2 separate regions of the Mus musculus genome follow, and region 1 is linked to region 2. The links are chromatin contacts, called in public HiChIP or PLAC-seq maps. All regions are on one chromosome and are shown on one strand. Each heading gives the region's core, a stretch centred on a gene start, on an enhancer-like site or on the middle of the called end of the contact. The rest is flanking DNA. Distances are from core to core; before and after follow the strand shown. Region 1 has its middle 55 kb from the start of Gm29952. Region 2 overlaps Rad51b (RAD51 paralog B).

Region 1 (2,700 bases), core at 170-2,669, 1.0 Mb after region 2:
AGCTTGTGAATGACAAACAGAAATAAAAAAGGAAAGGACATGACTGGTCCTAGGTAGTGGGGGAAAGTTCACTGTAGATAAAAGGGAGAGCATAGCCAGAGGCAGACACATCTGGCAGAGTCCAGAGTGAACAGCATCCTGAGCTGGGACATGTGAGGAAAGGGGGAGGGGGGAGGAGAGAGCTAGTCCAAGAGGTCAGGAGGGTAGAGGGTAGGAGACAGAATAGCCAAAAGGACTGGCTTAGCAAAATGGCTGGATTACATAAGGAGGGTAGCTGGGGGAAGGGCAGCCCAGGACCTGGGCTGGAGAGGTTCAGGGTAGGGGGCAGGGCATGCCAACCATACCCTGTCATAGGTAAGGACCTGCCAGCCAGGTTCACTTTCATATGTTAATGGCACCTCAGCCATTTGTCCTGATTTGAGACCTAACAGTTTGCAGGACAGTTCCTGTTGCCCGGCACCACCAGTATCTTTAGGAACCAAGATTTCATTCAGACTTCAAAGGCTCCTGAGGGGAAATTGGCTTCTGTCATTTCTACCCAAGGATAACAGTTGCACCCTGGGTGGCTCATTGGACACATCCACTCCGTTTCCACAGGAAGGGTGGTCAGGAACCTGTTGGGGACTTTTCTCATTTCTACCTCTGTCTGTAAATTGAGACAGATGAGCATTTTTTTTTTTTTCTAGGCTGGATAAAAGAAGCCCATCGACAGATACGCAGGGGGAGGTGGATGCTTTCTGGCAACTAGCTCTGTCAGAGAGATACTGCATTCCCTGGCTGGCCACTGCGCTTAAACTGGGTTTCGCTCTCTTGTTCTCAGGACGGCTAACTTAGAGTCAGTCTGTCTCCGTTTCTCAGCTCTCAACACTCCCGGCACACAGGATTTCAGCTATGATTATGAATCGACTCTTCCATGTTAACCCTTCTCTTACCTTCCCCAGACTGTTTTGGCTGCCTGTTTGAGGGGCTTGCTGGGCTTGGGATTCAATAAGCATCTAGCAGGTTCTATCTATGGGACAGGACCGTGCTAGGAGTTTTCACATACATTTCCTTATTTCCTATCCAAATTGCTCCTGGTGCTTCATGCTCGTTCCCTAGAAAGAAACTGAGTCACCAAGAGTTCTAAAGGTGCCTAACCAATACCAATACCGGTGCTGATAAAAGAAAATGCATCTTCCTCGAGCTACCACTGACCACTTCTGGTCGGGCGGCTCTGACGTCCCTTTCTTGTTCCACTGTGAAGATGGCAGAGGCTGATGTGATCATGAGATTCTTAGGCATTGGAGGAAGTGTTCTGAGAGCAGATGGCAGAAATTGCCAACCAGACACCCCCTCTTCCCCCCCCCCCCCATGGCAGTACTGAGTTCCTTTCAGGAACCTTTAGCCAATCTGGTTTTCCCAAGTCTGAAGGGCCAGAGGCAACTATGTGCCACTGGGGTGCAATGGCCCTAAGGCAGGGTCAAGGTAGGTGAACCTTGCCCAGTTCCTGTTTGAAACCAGAAGCAGAAAAAGGAAGTGGCCAAGGCCAATTCACAGGAGAATTTTCTCCTCCTTTTAATTTTCCTTTAAATGTTTTTTTTCCTGAGATAGTTTGTGTGCCCTAAAATTTACCCATCCAAAGAACACAGTTCATTATTTTGTGAACTCCTCTGTAAACCAGGTTGGTCTCGAACTCAGAGATCCACCGGCCTCTGCCTTCCGAGTGCTGGGGTTAAAGGGGTGCATCTTCACTGCCTGGCATTGTACTACATTTTAATCACTTGGCACTCACTCCCCATTTTCCCCTGGACCTTTTCATATCACATACAGAATCCAACAGCATGCCATCTCTGTGAATGGCACCTGCCACTTAGCATGTTTGTAAAGTTCACCTCTATTGAAGCATAAATCAATAGTCCCCCCCCTTCTTCCCTCCTCACCCCCCTTTTCTAAAATGGTCTCATGTAGCTCAGGCTGGACCTGAACTCACTAGGCCGTTGAGATTGGCTCTAAACCGTTAATCCTGCACCTACCTCTCAAGTACAAGGATTTCGGTGTGCACCACCATACCCTGCTCTGTGTGTCTTTTCCCTTTTTGGTGGCATAATAACCCATTGTGTCAGTTTACCATCAACTGAGTTGCCCACAGCTCGCAAGATCTTTATGTGACTGTGAAGTCCCTTCTTATGTGATCTACCCAGCCTGCCCTCACGTGGGTCTCCGTTCTAGTGTCTGTGATAGTCACTGCCCTTTGTTTTATATGGCACAGGCAATGTACATTCTCCTTTTATATACATGTCACCTCCCCCCTCCTCCTCTTCTTCCTCCTTTCCCTCCACCACCACTTCCTCCTCTTCCTCCTCCTACTTCTCCTTTGGTTTCTCTGAGTAACAGCCCTGGCTGTTCTGGAACCCACTTTGTAGACCAGGCTGGTCTAGAACTCTCAGAGATCTGTCTCCCTCTGTCTCCCGAATGCTGGAATTAAAGATATGTGTCTCCAGACCTGGCTTTTATAAACGTTTTTTGAGAGAGGGTCTCACTACATAAACCTTCTCTGGACTGGAACCTGACATATTGGCCAGAACTCAACAAAGGTCAGCCTGTCTCTGCTGGTGGAGTGCTGGGACTAAAGGCTCACAATACCATGCCTCACCCTGTACATGCAGTGTTCATTTCCATACATGGTACTGCCTTGGCTATCATTCTGCACTTTCCCCTTCA
Region 2 (2,700 bases), core at 201-2,700:
GGGAATTGAACTTGGGTCCTCTGGAAGTTCTGTTAGCAAGCACTGCTAACCACTGAGCAATCTTTCTAGGCCCCAGCTCCTCCCTCTTTCTTTCTTTCTTTCTTTCTTTCTTTCTTTCTTTCTTTCTTTCTTTCTTTCTTTCTTTCTTTCTTTCTTTCTTTCTTTCTCTCTTTCTTTTTTTTCATGGAGATAAGATCTCAGTGGGCTGGCATGGTTCTCCAGGGAGCCCCAGGGACCAGCTTGTCCCTGCTTCCCCAGCTCTGAGATTACAAGCCTGAGCTGTCTCTCCTTGCTTTTTTCCATGAGTTCTGAGGATCGGACCCAGGACCTCATGCTTGCAATGCAAGCACTGTGCCAGCTGAGTTACTGCCCTCTCTCTCCTTTGTGTTTCTGACAGTCTTGCTGTGTAGCTCAGGGGAACCCATGCTTCTCCCTCTCCTGTGTAGTGCTGGGATTAAGGCTGCAAGCCACCTCCAGTTCTTAGTCTTTTAGTTCTTCAGTTCTGCTGTCAGTGCAAAAGCGGCTGTAATAGGAAGTGAACAAATACATGGTCAAATAGGAGTTTATTCACAGAAACAGATTATTCTTGTTTGTGTCTACAGTACATAGTATACTGGTCTATCCTCTCATTTACCTACTTATATACATTTATAAGATTGCAAATAGTTGTTTCTGAGGGCATTAATAATGCCATCACCTATACAACTTCTGGTCTTTTGTTAGTAATTAAATTTTTTCCTGACTATAGATCTTTTCTTCTCCTTTACATGCCTATTAATGAAAAAAATTTATTTTATGTGTCTGAGTGTTTGCCTGCATGTGTATATCTGTGCATCAGTCCATGGTTCTCATGGAGGATATTGGATCCCATGGAATTGAAGTTACAGATGGCTGTGAGCTGCTATGTGGGTGCTGTGTTGAAACTGAGTCCTTAGGGGAAGAGCAGACAGTGCTCTTAATGGCTAAGCCATTTCTCCAGCCCTTTCCTAATGATTGTTAGACATGGCTATGTTAGATGCTGAACTTTAATGTACATCTCTGAGGTGTTAGATTTTTTGTTTTAATATATAGTTAAGATTATTTTGATGGTCTTTGAGACCGATTAAGCCTTAGCACTGTGAAGTCCCTCTGAGGACTCCCACCTGTTACCCAAGGTATCGTGAGATCTCTGTATTCCTTGTGGGTGTGGGAATATGCACTGTTTTCATCTTGTGTAAGTGCTGGAAGTGTTTAGTCTCCCGTTGTCTCCTGGTTCATCCTGAAGCGTTTCCTTCCATACATTATGCATATTAGCTCTGGAGTGTACCACCCCACCCCCCCCCCCCCACACACCGCCACCTTTTCTTTTCTGCACGTGACTTCATGAGTTCTACCAGCTTAGCTGTTTCATACTCTGATCTCATCTTTGGGTCCACCAGACTCACATTGGCTTCCCCTTTTGTGTGTCGTAGAATAGAAAGTGCCTCTGGTGTGAGCCTGGGGCACTTTAGGTTCCTTTACTAGTTTCCTTTCTCAGGAGGGTCACAGTTTTGAACTATTGTTTAGTGTGTGAAACTGTTCTTTCAGATTATTTTGTCTGCTTTTCTAGTTGATGCTATCGGGGCAATTCCCAAGCCAGTTAATCTTTTGTGCACAGAAGGCAAAATCTCCCTATTATTTATCTTGAATTCACTCCATATTGGCTTTATTTCCTAGCCCTATATTGAAATTGATTTTCAAAACTTTCTCCAACTCAATAGTATATAAAATGCAGCCATGCGTTGCTTAGTGGTAGTGGTATGGTTTGGGGACTGGATGACTAAGCCAGTCAGTCCTGTGACTCTGTTCTTGTGTGCTTACACAGACTGCTGTGTGTGTTCATCATGGATGTAGCCTCTGCACACAATCAAAAGATGTGGTGAGCAGAAGCAGTGTGAAGCTGATGCATTGTGTTTTCCAGACCTTAAAAATGCTGTAGAGGTAACTTACAATCTGAAGTAATGATTGCTAGCAGAGTGAGCACAGGCAGAAATATCACCAAGTGTTGTATACTGTGCATAATTTATATACTGTGCTTTTATATGACTGGTAACATGGTAAGTTTGTGTATACCAATATTACTATAAACTGACTAATGTGCTGCCCTTGTACAGTATGTTTGCTGTCACATCACCAGGAAGTGTTGACTCTCAGCCCTATCACACAGCCACCATGTTCTCCCCAACAGTTCCTGTCAGTTGGCTTCTTAGGTTTTATCCCTGTTTCTGACCATGTTAGTCTGTGTTGCTGGTCCCTCTCCATTTTGTCAGCATATAAGCCTTGGAGAATCCCGGACTCAGTTTTAGGATCTTGGTCTTCCTCCATCTGTCCTCAATCTCTCAATGCACTCTCATGGTTTTAGCACATTTCTTTATGGCAGAAGGGTCCTGTGTTCATATTCTGAGCTTTCCCACAAGCTCCAGATTCATATACATTTGCCACTTGACATAATAACATATTACAGTCACATCTATATATGTGGACAGCTTGATATACCTGAAGATGAATTCTGGATTTCCCTGTTTAAACACACACACACACACACACACACACACACACACACACACACACACACACACAGAGAGAGAGAGAGAGAGAGAGAGAGAGAGAGAGAGAGAGAGGAAGAACACTACACTAGTAACTACAATCCTGATTGAATCACTACTGTTCTAGATATTCATC

What was found. HiChIP or PLAC-seq counts read pairs in DNA pulled down with a chosen protein or histone mark.
Region 1: a contact with region 2 is called in an H3K27ac HiChIP or PLAC-seq map of microglia, with 6 times the contacts expected there. The contact joins two enhancer-like sites. A contact is called at or near these places in 1 of 484 Hi-C or Micro-C datasets (bone marrow-derived macrophages) and 2 of 115 datasets of contacts at active chromatin or transcription factors (T-cell acute lymphoblastic leukemia and microglia).

The regions. Positions count from the first base shown.
Region 1 is chr12:80,324,807-80,327,506 of GRCm38.p6, forward strand. No RefSeq gene overlaps it. Among named protein-coding and RNA genes, the nearest start is that of Gm29952, 55 kb to the left of the region's middle. Within about 2 kb of position 1,420, at least 26 of the 459 cell types and tissues checked have an H3K27ac peak or open chromatin away from gene starts, as enhancers often do. A contact at or near this core is called in bone marrow-derived macrophages and microglia, where this site is marked.
Region 2 is chr12:79,318,076-79,320,775 of GRCm38.p6, forward strand. All of the region lies in intron 5 of Rad51b (RAD51 paralog B), which reads left to right. Among named protein-coding and RNA genes, the nearest start is that of Rad51b, 22 kb to the left of the region's middle. Within about 2 kb of position 1,451, at least 13 of the 459 cell types and tissues checked have an H3K27ac peak or open chromatin away from gene starts, as enhancers often do. A contact at or near this core is called in bone marrow-derived macrophages and microglia, where this site is marked.